4 separate regions of the Mus musculus genome follow, and regions 1, 3 and 4 are each linked to region 2. Evidence: chromatin contacts called from public Hi-C data. All regions are on one chromosome and are shown on one strand. The core of a region is the stretch at or near the end of the contact, and the rest is flanking DNA. Distances in the headings are between cores, read along the strand shown. Region 1 overlaps Mycbp2 (MYC binding protein 2, E3 ubiquitin protein ligase). Region 2 overlaps Scel (sciellin). Region 3 holds the start of Acod1 (aconitate decarboxylase 1). Region 4 overlaps Mycbp2 (MYC binding protein 2, E3 ubiquitin protein ligase).

What was found. Hi-C and Micro-C count contacts between places; a contact is called where the count stands out from the background.
Region 1: a contact with region 2 is called in a Hi-C map of bone marrow-derived macrophages, with 15 read pairs. The contact joins two enhancer-like sites. A contact is called at or near these places in 1 of 15 datasets of contacts at CTCF or cohesin (large pre-B cells), 11 of 484 Hi-C or Micro-C datasets (Th2 cells, adipose-derived mesenchymal stem cells, bone marrow-derived macrophages and 6 more), 3 of 115 datasets of contacts at active chromatin or transcription factors (CD8 T cells, memory CD8 T cells and microglia) and 3 of 9 other capture datasets (adipose tissue, embryonic stem cells and liver).
Region 3: a Hi-C map of bone marrow-derived macrophages shows a contact between it and region 2, with 27 read pairs. The contact joins the promoter of Acod1 here to the enhancer-like site in region 2. A contact is called at or near these places in 13 of 39 promoter capture datasets (the C10 cell line, the HPC-7 cell line, HPC-7-derived erythroid cells and 8 more), 2 of 15 datasets of contacts at CTCF or cohesin (CD8 T cells and large pre-B cells), 24 of 484 Hi-C or Micro-C datasets (the Ba/F3 cell line, the C2C12 cell line, the CH12 cell line and 12 more), 8 of 115 datasets of contacts at active chromatin or transcription factors (the 230-238 cell line, bone marrow-derived dendritic cells, embryonic stem cells and 2 more) and 1 of 9 other capture datasets (liver).
Region 4: a contact with region 2 is called in a Hi-C map of bone marrow-derived macrophages, with 19 read pairs. The contact joins two enhancer-like sites. A contact is called at or near these places in 1 of 15 datasets of contacts at CTCF or cohesin (large pre-B cells), 3 of 484 Hi-C or Micro-C datasets (bone marrow-derived macrophages, frontal cortex and trophoblast stem cells), 3 of 115 datasets of contacts at active chromatin or transcription factors (CD8 T cells, effector CD8 T cells and microglia) and 2 of 9 other capture datasets (embryonic stem cells and liver).

Annotation. Positions count from the first base shown.
Region 1 is chr14:103,154,530-103,157,229 of GRCm38.p6, forward strand. It overlaps Mycbp2 (MYC binding protein 2, E3 ubiquitin protein ligase), which reads right to left. Exons shown (of 85, transcript NM_207215.2): 58 at 595-2,238; 59 at 217-386. Among named protein-coding and RNA genes, the nearest start is that of Fbxl3, 56 kb to the left of the region's middle. Within about 2 kb of position 1,367, at least 25 of the 459 cell types and tissues checked have an H3K27ac peak or open chromatin away from gene starts, as enhancers often do. A contact at or near this core is called in bone marrow-derived macrophages, where this site is marked.
Region 2 is chr14:103,530,722-103,533,421 of GRCm38.p6, forward strand. It overlaps Scel (sciellin), which reads left to right. Exons shown (of 31, transcript NM_022886.2): 4 at 2,569-2,628. Among named protein-coding and RNA genes, the nearest start is that of Scel, 19 kb to the left of the region's middle. Within about 2 kb of position 1,445, at least 39 of the 459 cell types and tissues checked have an H3K27ac peak or open chromatin away from gene starts, as enhancers often do. A contact at or near this core is called in the Ba/F3 cell line, CD8 T cells, Th2 cells and 3 more, where this site is marked.
Region 3 is chr14:103,045,716-103,048,415 of GRCm38.p6, forward strand. It overlaps Acod1 (aconitate decarboxylase 1), which reads left to right and starts at 1,297. Exons shown (of 5, transcript NM_008392.1): 1 at 1,297-1,364. The coding sequence starts at 1,353. It overlaps Gm41235 (predicted gene, 41235), which reads right to left. Exons shown (of 4, transcript NR_168885.1): 2 at 2,249-2,371; 3 at 511-542.
Region 4 is chr14:103,185,195-103,187,930 of GRCm38.p6, forward strand. It overlaps Mycbp2 (MYC binding protein 2, E3 ubiquitin protein ligase), which reads right to left. Exons shown (of 85, transcript NM_207215.2): 50 at 390-487. Among named protein-coding and RNA genes, the nearest start is that of Fbxl3, 87 kb to the left of the region's middle. Within about 2 kb of position 1,422, at least 14 of the 459 cell types and tissues checked have an H3K27ac peak or open chromatin away from gene starts, as enhancers often do. A contact at or near this core is called in bone marrow-derived macrophages, where this site is marked.

The DNA.
Region 1 (2,700 bases), core at 117-2,616, 380 kb before region 2:
GCTGTTCATACATCTGTAGTGCCGGGGACAATGATAAAGACGACATCACAAACATCCGTCAACATACCATTTGTATCTATCTGTTACATTAGAAACAGGTTACTTATCTAATATTGAATTAGTATTTCATTTTCGTTATATAAGCTGAATTTTAGTATCACTTACATACAACTAATCCATATCATAAATAATATAGCCTGAATGTAGTAAAAATACCTTTTCCCTTGCAGCGGCCTGTTTTTCACGGAGGTATTTTTCTCTACAGCGATCGCATACGAGGTACCAAGTGCTTCCTCCCATTCCCCCATCACCACAGTTACCAGCCCATCCTCCACAAAAATGCCCAATGCTATTGTATCCTTGTCCACCAGCATATCGGCCACAACCTTGAAAAAAAATAAGACATACATTTAACATTTTGAATGTCTTTGATTTTTCACTAGTGATATTATATCAGCAACAGGTGCATCTTTTCAAAGTAAAATCCCGAGCAAGTACCTAACTGTTTAAAAGGTGTACATATGTGATATAGTTCAGAGGATGTAGCTTATCAGGACTAAAGCATATATATACACACACCACAAAATAGCTTACCTGGGTGAGCTTGTCTCATGTGATATGTCACTGGGTACGGATGGGATTCTCCACACAGCTCACAGATGGTATCTTTCTCTGGCCCTCCTACAGCCAGCTGGGCCATTTCACCAAACAAATTGCCCCTTGGCCGAATTTCTGTCTTTTCTTTTTTCTTTTTTTCCTTTTTTGTTTTTTTATTCTCTTTTTCACATTCTTTCTTTTTAAGGACTGCACAGGAACCAGGACTTGGAAAAATCATATTCTGGGAAGCAGCTTTGATTGTAGCCAAAGAGATATCTTCCCAGAAAGCCACTAAATGTTGTAATGTTAAAGGAAGTGGAGATTTCGACTTCATTGTGTGATGCATGGACATTTCAAAAGTGGCTTCCGATTTCCCGTCCTCACATTTTTCATGGAGAGGCGGTTCCTTAAGCATGGACAAGACCTTATTTTTGTTGATACTACCCATCTTGGATATATCTGGGCCATGAGGTGCAATGTTAAACATATTCAGAGCAGACGATATTTCCAATGAATGTCTATTTTTTAACTTGATTTCCTTTTCCTCTGTGGGTGGTTGGCTATTCAAACTACTTCTTATAGGAGCATGTTCTTTGGAAAGGTCAGGATTAAATTTCAGGAAGGAAGAACAAGCCATTGCATCATGTACTATGCCTTCATGCCACAAAAAAGAGGCAAAGACGGCTCTGGCACACTCAGCCACAGACGGGGACATGGCTTGCTTGGCTGGTTCTAAAGATTTGGTTCCATCTCCTTTGAAAAGGAAGTTAGACTTTTCTTTTTTGGGCCTGGTGTGTCTGTTAGCACACTTCCGACTTATTTTGGGTGATGCTCTCATTTCCTGTTCATCTTTCAGCGGTGCTTTGCCTATGCTGAAATGCACTTTATTTGAACCTTCATCCACACTCTTCAAGTCACCGCTGTCATCGCAGGTGCTGTCCGTGACACCATTTGTTTTTAAAGTACTTGAAGTACAGACTTCAACTACCTCACTGTGGAGGTTTTCCTGCACTACGTGGGGAGAAGGGGCTCTGTTTTCAGACCCTGGGGAGTCTTTAGGATCCTTTGGTACTGGTTTTGGTTTTGGTGATGTGGACCGCCCCCTTAATGGTTCTGTGAGGGGCATTTTCTTCTTACGGAGGGTATCTGGATCAAGTGTATATGAGTCTGACTTGGAACGTTCCCGAGGTGGGTCAAGTTTTGTCTTAGCAGGAGCTGTGCTTTTCTGAGGTAGATTTTTATCCTGTGGTGAGGAGGAGCGTGGAGAGCTTGCACCAGATGGGCTAGACCTGGGAGTCGGCAGAGGCTTGGGCTTAGGGGAGGATGACCTCGAGCCTGGTCCTGGGGATTCGGCCCTGAAGCCAGAAGACGTCCTCCCATCAGACTTCAGTGTCTGCAGAGTGTTATGGTTAGGGGACAGGGACCTACTATGGGAGTCTGACCTCAACTTTGCAGCATCAGATTTTAACATGAGGGATTCACTAGCAGATAAGCCTTCTGTCCCCCGTGGCTTCTTCTGGTCAGCAGGAGTCCGGCTCACATGCCCGTCGGGTTTAACTGACCTGCTGTGCTTAGAGGGCAGCTCTGACTTCCCTGATGTGGACACTGGTCTTGAAGATGTTGAGATAGTTCCTCTGTCACCTGCATGATCCATTTCACAGTGAACTTGTTAATAAAATGCAACATAAACACTAAAACAGAAAAGCTACAAAATTTACGCTACTTATCACATATACAAAACATGTTAAGAATAAAATGAAAATATTTTCCATAAAATTTCTACTCTATCATTACACATGCTACAACAATACATGTTTATATGAATAAACAGTATGTATTCACCCAAATGAGCTATTAGTGTTACATATATAAACCACAGCCCTTATGCAACTAATTAGAATTTAAATTCAGCAAGAGACAAGAAAGAGAATAACTACTTTAAAAATTAAATTTTGAAAAATATCCTCCATACAAAAATAATCAAGTTACGATATTCAGGAGAGTGAAACTTAGCATACTTAGGGTAACAGCATAGGTCTTGTTGAACAAAGAAACTCAATTGTATTCAATTGTAAAAAATAAATACAATTAGGTTAGTGAAGA
Region 2 (2,700 bases), core at 195-2,694:
TGGGGAACCCAATTAACATAAGTGTTAGACCAAATTCACAGTACTCCATGGTCTAAGTTTTGTAAGATTTAGAAGGCATAACTTAGTTGTACCACACACTTAAGAAAGTCTGCACTTTTAGAAACATATTCACATACAAAAGAAAGAGAGCTTGATTGTCATCTACAACAGTTTCCTTTGTAAACTGAAAAGCAAGCAAGCCATCCCAGTTTCCCAAAGACAAGTTAATCCCCTCTATGATGTATTGATCACGCCAGTAATTTTTCAAGTTTATAAATACAATAATAACTAAAATTTTTTACATGCATGAATAAAATCTATAAATTCCCATCCATTTTGGTCCCATCTGACCATCTACGTCTAGGTGGTTGGAAGAATGTGGCCTTATATAAGAGCAAAATTTCACTGGTTTTGAGCATTGCTTTGGCTGCTATGTATTTAAAGAACTAAAACTATGGCTATAGGGTTCGAGCCTGTTAGTAACATAGGTTATGAGAGATATTCATCTAGCCTGGTTCCATCTTCATTATCAGTTATATATTATAAGTTATGCATAGCTATGGATTCATTTTCCGACTTCTTTATGTGTTAAGCTTGATGTTGGGCATTTGATTGATGAAGCATCACTAATTCTCATAAACATATAAGGTAGGTATTATAATCTCATTTTATAGGAGAGAAATCCATAGCTCGGAGAAGCTAGGTAATTTATCCAAATGGCCACATAGCTATTATGTGGCTGAATTGATATTTTAACATGATCCACTGTCTTTCCGTTATATCCATGCTTTTTAACCAGAGGCAATTTACCCCAGGGGATATTTGGCAATGTTGCGGGATATTTTTGGTCATGAAATTGGGGAATACACCTAACACATTGCGAATGGAAGTCCAAAGGACCAGTAAACATCCTGAAAAGTGCAGAGTAGACCTCACAGTGGAACACTCTCAAACCACAATGTTAACAGCCACACGTTGGGAAACTGCATTTAAGAGTACTTATTCTAAACTTCTGCACACTATCCAGATGTGCTTACCTGTGGAGCATACTATCTGCACACTATCCAGATGTGCTTATCTGAGGAGCATACTTATAAGTGGCAATGCCAGATAAAAATATCTTTTAACTTTTGTTATCGTATCGTTTTTAGCCACTGCCATATAGTGATGTGGGGAGACTTAGTCACTGTTAGACTGAGCACTACCACTTCCTCCCACAAGTCCACACTTAGCTCTTCAGTGAGAGCACTTCTCTTTCACAAACATCGATAATAAGTTTTAGCTTCCAAGTACTTATACTAACGGGTGAAGGTAAAAACACCAATAAGTCATGGTTGGTGGGAATGTTGTTCGATGCCGAGCAAGCCTCCCTAAGCAGGTCTGGGGAAGCCGGCTTGGGTGGCGTGGCAGGTGCTGAGTGGAGGGGAAGTTGGCTTAGGTGCTTTTCTGGCTCCTACTGGCCCAGTTCTGGGCTGGGTGCTATCATTTGCTTTCGGGCAAGAATGTGCCCGGCCCCTGCTGTGCTCTTTAAGGTTTTACGGAAAGGTCCAAGGAAGAGGAAAGCTTTTCTCTTGGCCTTCTGAGCATGCTGCTGTGCTAGATCATTTTCAGTTTCTCTGCTCACCTTTCTTTTTAATTATCTAGTCCAGTTTCTTTTATAGCTTTGTTAAACATAGTTCCAGAATGTTGAGTGACGTTAATGGAGCCCGTGGAGAGCGGAGGTGGTGTTTCAGGTTTGGGGAGTTGGCAGGAAGAGGTTCAGGTACTTGCCCTCTGCTGAGTTCCCAGGCCACATCCTAATGTCACCTGGGCTTCCATGCCCACTCCACAAAGTCAGAATGGCATTGCTTTGGCAACTTATGTATACAATACAATTCTATCATAGGGTTGAGTAGTAAAGAGGGCAGGGGAAACAAAGATCCGGGTCCTGAGCCGCCTTTGTCAGTTGCTCATCTTCTGATTCTAGGAAGCCACAAAACCTTTGATGACCTCATCTACTTACTGGCTAGCAGAAACAGTGTCTTCCCTGCCGCAGTTGAGAGGTCTTTGAAGGCACATGCATTCTAATGCCTTAAAAATGGGCTTAATCTCCTATGAATGATTAATCTCCCTCATTTGAAACATTAGCAATTGTTTCCCTGTGTTTTGCCAAGGCAAATGGTCAAATCCATCAAAACGGGCAGACATCGTAGGCTTAATTACAGCTGAAGAACGCTGATAGAAAACGTTTGTCTTTTCCTCTTGTTGGAAAGAACTGGTACACACAAAGTCAATGCTCTCATGTTTCCACACTTGGGTTTTTTTTTTTTTAATCACTCTAAACAAAGCACTGACTGATTGTGGAAATCTCATGGGACAAATAGACTTGTACCGTCAAACTAGTTTTACTCCATTCTGATCCTGCAAGTTGTGGCTGGTTAATTTAGATTTATGGTTGTGCTCTTAGGCACGGAGTAAAGCAAATTAACCTTGCCTAAAGTTGTAGCTCTCTTCCTGTCTCTCTTATTTGATGCTTAGCAAACATTATGGTAACTTTTGATGTAACTTAATTTTGGTCTTTCTCTGCAGAGACGGAAATTATGGCAGGGTGGTGCTCAACCGGCACAACTCCCATGATGCCTTGGACAGGTGAGCGTCTATAACAAATACATAACTCAAGACACAAAAGTGGAGGTTTAGAGAGAAGACTTGTGCAAGCCA
Region 3 (2,700 bases), core at 47-2,546, 490 kb before region 2:
TCTTTCTCTCTCTCTCTCTCTCTCTCTCTCTCTCTCTCTCTCTCTCTCTCTCTCTCTCTCTCTCTCTCTTCTCCAAGGAATAATCTGTGAAGGATGATTTTCCAGAGTTCTCCTCTATTACACTCAACCAGGTGGTCTCTGATTAGCCAAATGTGTGTACTTGGCATGTGTGTGTGTGTGTGTGTGTGTGTGTGTGTGTGTGTGTGTGTACATGTGTCTGTGTGGTGTGTATTTAGATATTTTTAATTAATTTTTTGAGATTTTAATTTATTTATTTATGTATTTACAACATTTCCACCCCTCCTCCTTCTCTTCTTTTAACTCTGGCCACCATTCCTCACAAATTCATGGCCTCTTCTTTAGTTATCACACACACACACACACACACACACACACACACACACGTGTGCACACATATGTACACGTACTTTCTCAACTGTCTCTGAGCCTTAGGTGTAGGGGTTTCATTGTTGGTATATCAGTTAGGTCTGGGCACCCATGCTCACTTACTCGTTATAGATAGTTGTAGTAGTCGTCTCCATCTACAATAAAAAGAAGCATCGTTGATGAGGGGCAGAGCTACACTTATCTGTGCGTGAGTAAGTATTTAGAATGCAGCTAGGTTTAGGGAACTGGCAGTGGTAGGCTCTCCTCTAGGATTCATAACCTTTAGGTTATGGCACATTTAGTGACTTCGTTAGTTACCTCTGGGTTATCGCCTCTGAAATTATGATGTGATTGGTGGCTTTGTTCACAGTACCAGTCATGGATTTCCTTCTGGTAAGCAGGCTCTAAGTCCAATAAGAACCAGTCAGGGTTTTTGTTTTTTGTTTTTTTCATCATTCCCAGAAGCTGTTTCATGGTTGGTTGGTGACAATGGGCTGTCTGTGAGAAGGCTGCTCTGAGTGACTCCTTGCCTTTCCAGATCTGGGGGCTTTTCTTCCTCTGTCATAGTCTTGCTATTTCCTTGTGATAAGTCTTCAAGAGTGGGATGCCCAGTAAAGAGAGTGTGCACTCTTCTCACCTATGGCCCCTAGCTGGGACAGGCCATCCCTCTGTAATTATAACTTAGTTTTTCTTATGTCTGTGAGGAATCATCAGATTATGGCCGCTGTAACACCTCCTCTCATCAGCCCTACATCTATAAGGGAGCTCTACACAACACAACAAAGGAAGTTTAAGTGAGGTCATTGGGGAGGTGTTGAAATGGTGGAAATTCCATGGTTGAAACAAAAGTGAAAGGGACAGACCTGGAGGGAGTGACTGTGTATAAAGGCACACGTCCACTAAAGGCCCCCAGCCAGCAACTACTCCTGCCATCCACTCCTGAGCCAGTTACCCTCCAGAGCAACATGATGCTCAAGGTATCGTAGCACTTGATGGCGCTTGCCTAAACTGCCTTCCTGGCTTGATTCTTCCTTTCTCAATCAGTTGGTCTTTTGCTAGCTATCTGCTCTGCTGCAGAAAGGACATCTTAGCTTTGCTTATGGTCTCTGAGCTGCCTGATTTAGCTATCTGTTGGCTTTCATCAGTATTTGACAGACAATGCCCATGATCCCATTGCTTCCTCCTAGCAAGAGAGTTAGGCCTGGTAAGTTCACTGAACCTCCACCTCTTGGTTTTGTGTGTGTCCTCTGTGGGACAGGAGCACATCTGTGATGGGAGCACAGGGGCACATCTGTAATTATCTATTTGCTCTCATGTACCCTGTAGTCCCCTGGCAGGTTTTTTAAGTTGGATGGCCTCATTTACTGGTTTGGCAGTTTAGAGAACAGTGCACAGGGAACTTGCCAGGGCTCCTGACACTTATTATAAAACGAATGACTCCATACTCCGCTTTAATCTATACATTAGTCACAGGAGCTTACTAAAAAGATAGACAAGTGCCCCTATAAAGTCAAGCACGCCAGCAAGACATTTGACTTGTAGATGAAGGATGACTCACAGGAATCTGAGTGGAGCTATTGTCCCCCTTATGATCTCTCCCTCCATGGTCAGGGAGGGCGGCTTGTTCTTTGGCTCTCAGATCGTGTTCAGCACTATCAGGTCAGGGGAGCCCAGTGGTCTGTCGTAAATCACATAAGCAGTGCCAGCCCGATGCCTTGAGATCTATGCTGCTGTTCCTCATCTGCTATTCATCAAATGTTTAACTGGTACTTGGAAATCAAGCCAGCTGATTATTATTGAGTCCATTCTTTTCCCTCCTTCCCTCCTCTTCTGCATATAAAATGCTTGTCAAAATACTTACCAGTAGGAAAAACAGCATCATTGTCTTCCTCGGCCCTAAACAGAAACATCCACAGCAATATCTGTTTGCTCTCCAGGCTGGCTCGGCTCCCGCTTTCTCCTACTGCAAGCTCTCTTGGTTTTTCTGTCAAAGTTTTACAAATGTAACAAATGTTCCATTCTCTTGAAAATGACAGTCGTTATATGACCTATAAATCTGAAGACTCTAAGGATAGGGCTATGGCTGAGACAGGAGAATTGTCCAAAGTTCAAAGCCAGCCTGAGCTACATAGTGAGTCCAGTTTAGCCAGGGCCACACAGAAAGACCCTGCCTCAGAAAGAAAAAGAAAAGAAGAGAAAAAAGGGCTGGTGGGTAGAAGGTGGAAGATTTTCCTGTAGATGAGGGTTCTAGTCTCTGTCTCTACTTTGGCAGTAAGTCCATCGTGAGAGACTTTAGACCCTTCAGATTCTCCA
Region 4 (2,736 bases), core at 172-2,671, 350 kb before region 2:
ATTACATTCTCATAGTTTTTAATAGTTTATTCAAATTCCTTTAGCTAGTTTTTAGATATAAGAAAATTAATGTTTCTTTTAATGAAACAATGTTTTAACCTTGAATTCTCACATGTAATTTCAGTAGACTTTCTGTTAATAGTATACTTTTAATATAAGCATGAACAGAACACTCAAAAACAATAAAAAATATATAGAAGCCAGAAAAGCAAAATTGTACAATTTGAGAGGAATAATTCTTATGAACTGCTCTTCAGACTGATTTAGGGATACTGGAAATTAAAATACTACAATAAATCAAGTAAAATATTAGATATTTGAGAGCTACTTTGAGGCATGAAAAATTTCAGTCTCTGACCAACTCCACTTTTGCTTTGTCCTCCACTGACCTTATTTGGCTGGGGGTCTGCCTTCGGCTTGACTAGCTGAGTCCCTGGGGGGATCATCCCCTTTGGTGGATCTTTGACTTTTACTTCAAGGCCAGCATCTGTAAGAAAAGTAGTGTAATTAACATTTGACTACTCAGGTAAAAGGATGGGAAATCTAGCCCATCATAGGCTATTTTACTTTTTATTTATGTATATGGTTTTTTCCACCATGTATGTCTGGTCACCCATTCATGCCTGAGGCCTGTAGAGGACTGGATCTGCAGGTGTAGCAAGCCAGCATGTAGGTGCTCAGACAGGAGAGCAAGCGTCCTGGAAGTGCATTCGGCACTCTTAATGGCTATGCTGTCTCTCCAGCCCCACATCATAGACTGTCTTGAACAATGAAGACAAATACCTGAATTTTACATTTTTTAAAAGAGGTGATTGATACTAAGTTGGAAAAATGGAAAAAAAATTTTAAATGAGGTCTTGAGATTCCCAAAGAGCACTTTATAGCATTTCCTGAAGTGTTTAATAGGAGCACATCGAGTGATCATGAACAAACTCAAAATAATAATAATGATAATAATAATGATGATAATAATAATAATAAGGCATGGCTTTCTGACACGTGCTATGACTAGCACAGAGACAGGTGAGAACACTATTCACCTCCCACCATGGAAGCTCTGTGACTGTTGGCATGAGGCCTGGATGGCAGTGTGATAACACAGTAGGTGAGAGACACGTCCTCATGCTGGACCACTCAGTGCTCGGAGACAGGAATGACAATACTAGCTACCTCACACTATGAGAGTTAAATGACATAAAATATCTGTGCAACAATGTACATGTATTAAGTATTCAATAACATTAGCTATTATTATTATTATTATCTGCCCTTGTCTGTGGCCAAGAAAGGTCCTAGATTGAAGACAGCTTGAAAAAGAGCAGAGTTAGGACAAAAAAAAAAAAAAATAGTAGAAGTGAGTAGGAAAGTAAAAGGATGACTGCACATATATGTGTGCCCATCTCAGCTTCAATACAGAACAGTATCTGCACTCACTGCTGTATCAGATTGAAGACTCTACTGAAGCCATTCCTAACACACACTGTCACACTACTTTTCATTTTTTCAAAGCAAGGATTACAATTCATTATGGTATTTTTGTTTTTCTTTTCTTTTTTATATTGAAAATAGATTCTTCTTTCATACAATACATCCCGACCACAGTTTCCCTTCTCCAACCCTCCTAGTTTCTCTCACTTCCCCCCTCCCCCTTAGCCATTTCCCGTTTCCTCTTCAGAAAAGTGCAGACCTCCAAAAACCAAGACAACCTAACAGGACAAACAAGAGACAAAGACAAAGCCCTCATATGGGGGCTGGACAGGGCAACCCAACAGAAGGCAAAGAGTCCCAAGAGCAGGCAACAGAATCAGAGACACAGCCAACCCACCGTTAGAGTCCCACTAACCCCAAGCTAACAGCCCTAACAAACTGCTTTGCTGCTTCCCTCCCCACTCCCCATTTTGCTCTCACTTTTGAAAATAAAGGAGCCAAAGATGGCAAACAAAGGCTATGACCTCAAGTCTCTCTGCCTTTCCAGTTTGTGTGCCAGATTCCACACGCCATCTACCTAAGGAGAAGAACTCTCTCTGAGTACCTCCTCTACACTGCCTATCAGGGCTCCTCTTGTTTCCCTTGCCTTTCTCGGCCACGTGCTGCCTTCATGGTCTCCTATCTAGGTCACAGCCTACTCTTCCTCATCCTAACATTAACGCTTGTAATCTCTGTATGAGGAAAAACGGGCAATTGCTTTTTCTTCTAGAATCTGGATGACCTCAATTAGTGTAATACTTTCCAGACCCATCATTTTTCCTGCTAAATTATTAATTTCATTCTTTACAACTGAGAAAAACCCTACTGTAGAACACACATTTTCATTGCCTATCAGTGGACATCCAGACTGCTCTGTCCCCTTGCTATCTGAATGATGCTGAAAGAAACGTGAAAGGACAAGCATCTGGGTGGCAGCAGTGCTTGGAAATTCCTGCTCAAGTCTGTATTTATATCTACTTAAAATCACTTATAAGTTATTATAAGGTTGCCTATTTAATCTCAGCAACACATAAGTCTTTAATGCTTGATAAAATTATCTTTTCTACAACCAAGTTTTGCTAAGCACTAAGTAAATGTGTGCTGACCTAAAGGTTTTAGCAATGTGGTAAAATGAAAGGCATTATAATTTATATATCTGATTGAATACTTATAACTTCTAAATATCAAAATGCAAATAACCTTTTTATTTCCAATGATAACATAAGTGGTTTACAGCACAACTTCCTAAAGGGTATTCTGATGTTATGT